2 separate regions of the Gossypium hirsutum genome follow, and region 1 is linked to region 2. Evidence: chromatin contacts called from public Hi-C data. All regions are on one chromosome and are shown on one strand. The core of a region is the stretch at or near the end of the contact, and the rest is flanking DNA. Distances in the headings are between cores, read along the strand shown. Region 1 holds the start of LOC107918105 (glutamate decarboxylase). Region 2 has its middle 11 kb from the start of LOC121211444.

Region 1 (5,364 bases), core at 952-3,451, 74 kb before region 2:
CTTTTTGGATGTCAATGACGATACGCTCGGCTAAGGTGCGGGAGAAGTCCTCCCTGATCACAACACGGAGCACAGTGATGTGCTGTGCATCGGCTGGCATGGTGTAGGCTGGCACGATCCAACCGAAGCGACGCAACATCTCCGATATCTCGAACTCGTCATGGCGCTTGTTGTCTTTGAGGGAGAAGGCCACCAGTGGAACCCCATTGTCCTTTGATACGATGTTAAAACGCCCTGTTTTCTCCAATCCTTCTTTAAGGACTATGGCGTTTTCATGACAGTTCTCCATCACATTTCTGTATCCCTGTAATTCAAACACCCTTCATCATATTATTACTAGATTTAATTTGTGCAAGCTCGCACCAAACTTGCATAGTATTGTTCTATAAAATGAATTAGGCTCAAGTCTCTATATGCATATCATAGGAGCTTAAATCTCTCTATCACAAGTATGGGGCTTAAATCTCACCTCATATCCCAAACGGATTAGTTGGTAGTACTGAGCAATGACTTGGCTAGAACCTGCAGACAAACATAACACGATTTCAGTGTTGGTTTTGAGATATATAAATTTGTATATATACATGTTGGAACTGGTCAAAAACAATAGTGTGGTTAGTTTGCGAATGAAGGAAATTGGATTGGAAAAGTGACCTTTGGAGAAATTGAGAGTGAAAGTTGGTTGATCAGCTCCAAGATAGTTAATATGGAAAATGAGTTCTTCAGGTAAGTCTTCTTTGCTCCTCCAGATAACCCAACCAATTCCAGCATAAACAAGACCATATTTATGCCCACTAACATTAATACTCTTCACAAGGGGGAGCCTGAAGTCCCACTCAAGTTCTGGGTACAAAAATGGCGCAATAAATCCACCACTAGCTGCATCAACATGAATTGGGGTATCCCATCTGTACAAAGAGATTTAAAAAAGGTGATTAATATATGAAACTTAGCACCTCAAATTTCAGATTATTATCAAGTTTACGTCGCTGGAAAAAGATATGATATGTTTACCCAGTTTCTTTGTTCTTTTCAATTAAAAGATCGTTTAGAAGCTTGACATCTTCAAATTCTCCATTGAGGGTTGAACCCAAGATTGCAGCTACACAGATGGTGTTTTCATCAACCATTTCCACTGCTTTGACAGGGTCCATCACATAGTACCCTTCTCTAAGCTTCACTTCTTTCAACTCCACTTCAAAGTACCTTGCAAATTTCTCCCAGCAAACCTGAACATTGGCTCCAGTCACGATATTCGGCTTTTCATAAGGTTTGCCTTCAGCCTTACGCTTGTTTTGCCATTTTCTCTTGAAAGCAAGGCCAGCCAACATGATTGCCTCCGATGACCCAACTGTTCCCACACCAACTGCTGCCTCTGACTCTCCCAATGGTGCGTTGAAAAGATGTGCTATCATGTTCACACAACGATTCTGCATCAAAATCAACCATTCGGATCATGTTTCATTCATAGATTACAATGGTAAAACTGACCATTCAAGTGTTTAGACTTTTAATTTTTTTTCTTGATATATAGGGGCAAAAACAAGAACATCTTTTGGGTCTCTTGTTCATACAAATGAAATCTAAAGAAGAAATGAGAAAAAGTAGAGATCTATATACATATGTACCTGAAGCTCAGTGGTGACAGGGTATTCATCCATGTCAACGTAGTTCTTGTTAATGGAGTCCATTATAAGCTTATCACATTCAGGCTCCATCCATGTAGTAACAAAAGAGGCAAGGTTCAACCTTGGGTTGCCATCAAGCATCAGTTCATCATTGATGATCTGATAAGCAGCCTCTTTTGGTATGGAGTTTTCTGGCATTTTGAACCTGGGCAGTGAGGTTCGGACATAACGAGAGGCAAAAGTGGAGTGAACTGAGACATCAGTTTCAGATGCTGTCTTAGATAACACCATGGTTTGATGTGTTTGAGAAATCAAAGAGGGATGGAAGATATTAGTGTAAGGCTAATGCTGTTGTTGTTGCTTGGTGAAGGAGCTTGGAGAGACAAATGGTATTTATAGGGAAGCTCAGGGCGTGTCGGCCTAGATGTCAAAGGAAACCAGCGCCACGCTGTTTAGACGCTCGGTCCTGGTCCTATACATGAACTCATAGTGCTTGTTTCAGCGCTCATTGGCTAAACCTATTCAAATATGGCTCATTTCCGGTTTCCCAGGTATGGGATCTTTCCTCTCATTGCGCAAAAAATAAAAAATAAAAAATAAAAAAAATTAAATGATTACAAATACAATGTACATGCTTGAATAATTATTTGATTTGGGTTTATTCAAAAAAAAGAAACTAGTTTGATTTGGGTGATGTTGTTTAGTGTTATTTTATATTTTTATCTTTCTTTAATATATATAAATAAAGGTATCCTCCCTTCAAAATAAAATAAAAATAAAAATAAAAATAAAAAACATTCCTTTATTAGTGGATGATTAATTTTATTAATAGCTTTCCAAGTTGGCCTAAAAAGTATAATTGAAATTGAGATGTAAAGCTGCAACCCAATAATGAAGTTGCCATAAAAATTATATATCTTTTTTTTATTATAAATCAAAATTTTATTTCACTCAAATTAAATTATTTTAGGATGAAAATAGAGATTGGTTTTTTCCATTGCTTCTCAAATCAGTGTTGAGGAATATGTCTCAACGTCAAATTTAATAAATGAACGAGTCTTACGCGTCTCATAAGAAGATGGATATATTAAAATAAAACTTTGACATCCAAACCAGCTGCACTGCACATGCAGTTGTTCTTGTCTTTAATTTTAATATTTTATTTATATAAGTTTGAATTAGTCAATAATTAGCTCCCAAAAGCTATTGTTTTTATTATGATACTGACATGTATTAATATCATTATGCTTTAGTTATCTTTTAAATTATTTTTATAATTTAAAATTTTAGTTTTAATAATATATATTAATATACACACAAAGATACCTCTAACAATATATTTATATGCCAAAGGATGTTAAATTCCGAAAAAAAAAGTTAATTAATTAAATATGTCATCTTTTTTAAATTTAAGAAAATAAATTATTTTTGGAGAAAATATAAAAGTATTCTCAACTAAACGCGCTTTCACACTCTCTCTTCAAGCGATCTATTTTTCTTCCTATTTTATCAATTAATATTTTTTAACATATTTAATTAATTTAGTAAAATAAGAAATCTAACTCATTTCAATAATAATAATCAATTGATGTGTGATTGTTTCTTTGGCTTGGCATATGCTCTAGTTTCCTTCTCATTCCAATAATAATAATAATCAACCAATCAACTTAATTCCTAAGTTCAACTCGATTTTAAATGCTAAACAATTCACAAACCAAAAGCTGACAGATAGATAAGTAAGAATTTTTAACAAATTGAAGTCCAAGGCCATATTTTTCAAAATAAAACAAGGATTATTATTCTATTCATTTTCGTTGGAGTAAAAGTACTTCACAAATGGGTTTAGAATAGAGTTATTTATTTTTTAACGTATAATAAAATAATAATTAAATAAATCAAAAGGATATTTGGTATTATTTTCAATTTGTTTGTGGAGTTTTTTTACTATTTCATTGATAGTGAATAAAATAATTATTCATAAAATAAAATTAGTAATGTTTTGGAGAAAAAGTAAATTGCTCATAAAAATAATTAACACAAAATATGACAATCACTTGAGAATAAAATTCCTTTTTTGTGTGTGTACAAAAACAAAACAATTGAATTAAATTATATTAAAATGGGCAAAAACATCACTTGCTTTATCAAAGTAAAGGATTACTAGCATTTCTTCAGGAGGATCATTGAACACCTACAAGTGACATGCATCAAAAGTTGATGGTTACACCTGACCAAAGTAGAACTCGATGCAACCAATGGAGTGTCTTGGGGAACCTTGATCACCTTGACCACATTGAAAAAGAACCAGACCATTCAGAATACCCCATAATTCAACATCAAAGACTGAACATTGCCCCAAATAACGATTGTACCCCAGAATCCAATCTCCATTTCTTTCCTCCTTCATACCATACTTCGAGCGTAAGACACAAACCCATATGTTGAGGCTATATTATAGTCAAGTTTCAATAGAAAAAGAGGTGTTTTGATCCCTCAACTGCCTAAAACCAAGACCACTATATGAGCGAGGTTGACAAACTAATTCCCAACTAACTAAAGCCATAGTCCTTCTACCATTCAAGAAAACCCAAGTAAATTGTCGAACCATACACTCTATCTCCTTACAAATTCCCTTAAGCTTCATCATGCATTGCATGCAATAACTGAGTATAGTCAAAAGGACTGATTGTGCTAAAGTAGCTCTACTGGTTAGAGATAATCGCCTGGCAACCCAACTTTGCAACTTGCTGCGGACCTTTTCCACCACAAATTGTAAAGTGCTGTTAGTGACCTTTTCATAAAAAAGAGGCACTCCCTGGTAAGTCCCAAGATTCTACACTCTTTGAAATCCGATAAAACCACTAATCAAATCTCCTAAAGCATCATCAACACTACTAGAGAAGAAAATATTAGTTTTCAAAGCATTAACTTGATGGCTAAAAAAAAACAGAAATTCTCTAATATTTCTTTAAGTGGACGAGTGTGTTGCATGTTAACTTTACAAAAAAAATGACCAAATCATCTGCAAAGAAGAGGTGTGATAGAGCCAGACCCGATCGAGAGAGCCGAATAGGGCACCACTTGCCATTATTAATCGCAACATGAATACTGTTTCCAATTCATTCCATGCAAAAGAAAAAAGATACGGTGACAACGAACATCCCTAACGGACCCCTCGGCTGGCCTTGTAATAGCCCAATTCTCAGTGGTTTCAAAAAATGGTGGTTTTGAAACCCCATTTCCAATGAGTAAATTTGTAAATATTATTATTTAATATTTACGAGTTTGTTTTAAATTATATTGAATTTTGGTTTAGAAATTTTATTGAATTGATAATTTATTAAGGTATAATGTAATAACCTTAAAGTCAGTAGTGTCAGAAAATGAGATATCAGGACCTTGTTTCCATAAATTGAGCCCTTTACGGAGTTATTATATAGGTGAATTGAATTTTTAATAAGTAATTTTGCCGAATTAGTGACTAATTAAGGTACAATGACTAAATTATAAAAAAGGTAAAAGTTAATCGCTGTGAAATTATAATTAATTGAAGGGCCAATTGAGAAATTGAACCCTTCCAATAATTTCAAATGATAATTGATTAATTAAGTTTATAATTAACTAATTAAATTAGATTAAATAAGTATAAAACTCTGTATATAAGTTAAAATTGAAAAAAAACAAATTATTTCTTCATTCTCCACTTGTCTTCTCCAAGAAAACAAGAAGAAAAAAT
Region 2 (5,214 bases), core at 1,192-3,691:
GTGTGTATCACAAATTCAATAGGAGTAAGTATATATTTTTGGTTCTATATGTTGATGACATTTTGCTTGCCGCAAATGATATATGCTTATTACATGAAATGAAGAGGTTTTTGTCTAAGCATTTTAAGATGAAAGATCTTGGGAATGCCTCTTTTGTTTTAGAAATTCAGATACACTGAGATCGATCTCGGGGTATTCTTGGATTATCACAAAACATATATATCGATAAAGTACTCAAAAGGTTTGGCATGCAGAGTTGTAAACTAGGTGACACCCCTGTTGCTAAAGGAGACAAATTTAGTCTTACTCAATGCCTTACAAGTAATCTTGAAATTCAAGAAATGAAAAAGATTCTCTATGCATCAGCTGTTGGGAGTTTAATGTATGCTCAAGTATGTTTGCGTCCGAACATTGCGTACATTGTTGGGATGTTAGGCAGATATTTAAGCAACCCTGGTATAGACCATTGGATAGCAGCCAAAAGGGTTATGAGATATCTTCAAAGAACAAAAGATTACAGCTTCCTTATAAGAGTCAGATCTTTTGGAGGTCGTAGGGTATTTTGATTCTGATTTTGCTGGGTGTTAAGATAGTAGGAAATCTATATCAGGCAATATTTACCTGTTACCTGGAGAAGCTATATCTTCAAAAAGTGTCAAACAGACACTTGTAGCTTCGTCCACTATGGCAGCAGAGTTTGTAGCGTGCTATGAAGCATCAAACCATGGAATATGGTTGAGAAATTTTGTCACAGGACTGCGAATTTTGGAGAATGTAGAAAGATCATTCAAATTATTTTGTGATAATAAGTCAGCAGTGTTGTATTCCAATTACAACAAGAGTTCATCTAAGTCAAAACATATTGACATAAAGTTCCTAGTTGTAAAAGAAAGAGTGCAAAATGGTCAAATATCCATAAAACACATTGGGATAAACTCCATGATAGCGGATCCGCTCACAAAAGGTTTACCACCCAAGGTCTTTCATGAGCACAAAACTTATATGGGTGTTACATTGTTTGAGGATATCATGATTTAGTGGGAGTTTATATTTTATTTGCTTTATGTTTGTTTCCAGACATTTATGTATTTGGTTATTTTCTGATCAGAAATGAAGTATTTAGTTTATTCACTCTGTTTATTATTTTGAAACTAACCTCATTTAAGTTTAAAGAGGACTAGTTAGAAATAGACATGTTTAGATCATATTGTATGTAATTTTCATGCCACACATCCATACTTGATCTATGTCATTTGGTTGTGTTAATATGTGTGATCATAGATGGATTTAGTTATGATATATGTAACGAAAGTTGCCTTGGTTCTATGTTAACATAATTAATGGACGAGATTGTTCGAAATACCTTCTGGATATGATAGTAAAATTTTGAGCCCATAAGGTTATATAATGACATGTAATTATAGAGTAATTAGTATATATATGTGGTCCAAGTGGGAGGTTGTTGGAAAATATGGACATCACATATATAATAAAAGTAATTACATGTTATTATTTACTATCATGATAGGTTAGCCCAAATTAAAAGTGATCTAATTTGGTTAGAATTTTATTGGGATTTAATTATTAAATAAAGTATGGGTCAAATATGTATAGATACTCTAATAATTGAGTTCTAATCAAATTCTAATTAATGATGGGTTAATTAGAATTTGATTCGAACTAATATGCCAAAGTAAATATTTCGGTTATGGTCCCCAAATTATACACAATATATCTTTTCTAATATCACATCCTTAGGAAAGAGAGAGCAAATATTTTCTGAGTTTTCTTGTGTGTTAATTTGGAAGATCAAATCCCCAAGATCCAGAAAAATTTCAAAGAATTCATGGATTCAAGTACTTTTCCGCATTCAGTTTTATTCTTGATTTATTCTTAAGGATTTGACATGATAGATCTTAGTTTATTAAATTTTATTTTAGATTTATTTTACAAATCTAACAAGTGATTCTTGAATATTAGAGATGTAACGATGGTGTTGATGGTGAGTCCAAAAATTTGAAAGTGTCAGCAAAGAGGTTAGAAGAGAGCTTATTTTTAGAGTTGCAAAGCTGCAAAGTTAATAGATTGAAGAAGATAAGAGGAAAATGTGTCCCACGTCCAAATATCACAACAACCATATTTCTTTAATATGAAGTTGAAAAATGTTTTGGAATTCTAGAAATTGCTATGAAAAAATTAAAGAAAATTTATTTAGGGGTTTTATATCAGTTTGGATAAGAGAGAAGAAAAATGAATGCAAGACAAGGGCAGATGAAGATGTGTTTTAAGAACGAAGTTTATAGAAGAGTTAAATTTATTGAATTATTTAGAATTAAAATTAATCTGAAAAAATGTACAAGTGATGAGGACTATACTAAGTAAAATAAGAAAGCCAAAAACGCGATTTCAAGCTACAAGGCCCATTACCGTTTAGGAATGTGGAACAGGGAAGGATCCGTCAGTCAAGGAGCGAGGAATATGGTCTGCTTTTGTCTGGCTTGCTGGGACAACCCGCAAATTGAATATGGTCTGCTTTTTCTTCAATTGTTATATTTTGTTGACGTTAATTGAATTAGACATCCATTTGACTCGCTGAAGAAGGAAACTATGAACTGGATTCCCTCTTAATAAAATGTTTTTTTCCTATATACAAACACGTTTCAGTAAAGTCCTAACGACCAGAAATTGATTTTCTTATCAAAACCCGCTACATATTTCAACCTAAATGGGATACAACGGATTAGAAGAGATAATAAATTAAATAAAGAGTTAAAATGATTTTTTTTAAAGTTGAAAGTCCAACCTGAAATATTTATATCCAAGGTTTTGAGTTGAATATAGAAATAACCCTTTATGATGTAACCACGCAGTTTATCAATGAAAATCTGATATTGTTGTATCTGGTGTGTGTATGGGACCCTATACTGTAAAAAAGAAAGCAGGTTTGGGATCAAATTTGTAGTTTCAAATCGTTAACTGATAATATACCTTGGTTTCTCATTGGGGATTTCAACCAAGTTGTTGATAAAGGACCAATCTTTGGAAGAAAGTGTATTAACACTTGCGGTCTCATTGAGCTAATCCCTATAGGACAAAAGTCAGCTGAACGGGAAAGGTGATGACCAAATCTGGGAAAGAATTGATAAAGCCTTTTACAACTTGCCTTGCCTTGAGCCTATTATCCAATCAAATCATGGAGCGCTCGTTTTTAATACAGAATATTGTCTCTTCAATGGTATAGATTTGAAGCAATGTGGCTCTTGCATTCTCAAGAGAAAAACAAACTGATTAGTGCAAGGGTTACTAAATTATGGCACTGCATCATCTCATCTGAAGCGTAAGCAGCCGAATAATGGTATTACTTTTAATATTTGTGCTTGTCTTAAGTGGGAGATTCTATCTCATATCTACATAAGAATAACACTTATAGTGAAAACAATTAACATGTGAATAAATCAGTCGAAGGGAAGGAGTTTGAACTCATTCTCAAATTATTTTTTTTAATTTTTTTATTTTTAGATGATATTTGTAATTTCATATTTTCTACAAAAATATTTTTAAAATATAAAATACTGAGTGCAAACCAATTTGTAACATTTTTTTTAAAACATTTTTTTAAGAGATATATATTTAATTTTCCTCTATGTATTTTATGCATATATTCATATTATGGAATTACATGTAATAGTAAATTAGAAGTTTATTAGTCCAAATATTTTAATTAATTATTATGATCATGATAGGTGGTGAATAAAATATAAAATTTAAGTTCAAAATTAAATATTCGATTATAGCCTCAAAATAATGTTCACTATTTACACATTATCGTTGTCAAGTTATAATTATAACAAAACAAATTCTTTAACAAGTATCCCACGAAAAAGTGTGTGAATGACTTCGGCTAATTATCTTCGACTCACTAGTTACTAAGTTACTAATATAAGGCAAAAGTCAATTAATCAAATAAAGCACATATCAATAATAAGTGAGCTAAATGTAAATACCATAAAGATATTTCCACAACCATGAGTTATAGTGTAGTGATTACTCGTCTCATTCCTTAACTTTGAGATTAAGATTTGATCCCCACCTAATGGAATGAAGCAAATTTCATAATTAGTTGTTTACATTTTTGGAAAGCACGCTTGCAGCTAGAGAATTAATCACTTCTACCAATATTGAATATCTTGATTTAAAAAAAAAAAACATGTTTCTACTATTCAACCTGTGATGGCTAAGCGGAATACAGAAAATCTATATTTTCACCAATTGACATTAATTACCTGAATCAGCCCATGTAGTTAAGCCTTTAAAAACAAAAAAGTTGAGCCTGAATCTTTTGACCAGTTGGGCCTGACCTTCATTTCTGAAATTTTAGTCTTATTAGTATTGATTTTAACTGTCATTGCCTGGTTAAAGTAATGATTTTAACCTTGTAGGCATTACATTTATCCATACTAATGAACCAACTGATTTTGATATAATAAAAACATTTGAAAGTTTATTTAATAAGGAATCAGGTTCTTTTGTAACGGTTCTCCTTCTTTAATGGTAATCATCTAGATGATTTCTTCAAAAAAACAAACATGAAATTTTCAAATTATTTATATTTATAAATCTTTTTTTAATAAAATAGTTTTTTTTCAAAAACTAATTTAAATATGAAAAAATATATAAAATGTATATAAAATATTATACAAACAGTTAAAGTTGGAATAAAATTTAAGAAGTTTATATACTATTCATATAAAAAAATTAATTTTTAAAAAAGCATTATAAAAGTTTAAAAATGATTTTTTTATGAAAAATAATTATAAAATGATTAAATATTATTTTCATTTTTACACACAATTATCCAATATATCACATGAGTATGCAAAAATTATGAAACACCACGGCGTGAGTAAGAGAAAACTTATGTAAAAAATTTTAATTATAAAACATTTATATTAAAATCAAGTAAAATTTTTATAAATAATGTGTTTTAGATTCAAATCTCATCACGGTAATATTTGAAAAAAGATAAAAATATTCTTACATTAATAATTATTACTTTATAAACAAAAGATTTAATTATTTTTGTAAGAAAAAAAAACATTATGTTTTAAAAACAAAAAGTTGAAAAAGTAAAACATGTGAAATTATGTTAATGTATTCAAAAATTATAAAAGTCAAAGTTATGACTAAAATAGGGAACATATTAACTCCTAGTAA

The links. A called contact is a pair of places that touch in the nucleus more often than the background predicts.
Region 1: a Hi-C map of leaf shows a contact between it and region 2, with 4 times the contacts expected there. The contact joins the promoter of LOC107918105 here to the enhancer-like site in region 2. A contact is called at or near these places in 17 of 34 Hi-C or Micro-C datasets (anther, fibers, hypocotyl and 3 more).

Annotation. Positions count from the first base shown.
Region 1 is chrA12:92,595,307-92,600,670 of Gossypium_hirsutum_v2.1, reverse strand. It overlaps LOC107918105 (glutamate decarboxylase), which reads right to left and starts at 2,201. Exons shown (of 5, transcript XM_016847618.2): 1 at 1,629-2,201; 2 at 1,015-1,430; 3 at 655-908; 4 at 470-522; 5 at 1-304. The coding sequence starts at 1,919.
Region 2 is chrA12:92,521,643-92,526,856 of Gossypium_hirsutum_v2.1, reverse strand. No RefSeq gene overlaps it. Among protein-coding and RNA genes, the nearest start is that of LOC121211444, 11 kb to the right of the region's middle. Within about 2 kb of position 2,441, at least 5 of the 9 cell types and tissues checked have an H3K27ac peak or open chromatin away from gene starts, as enhancers often do. A contact at or near this core is called in hypocotyl and leaf, where this site is marked.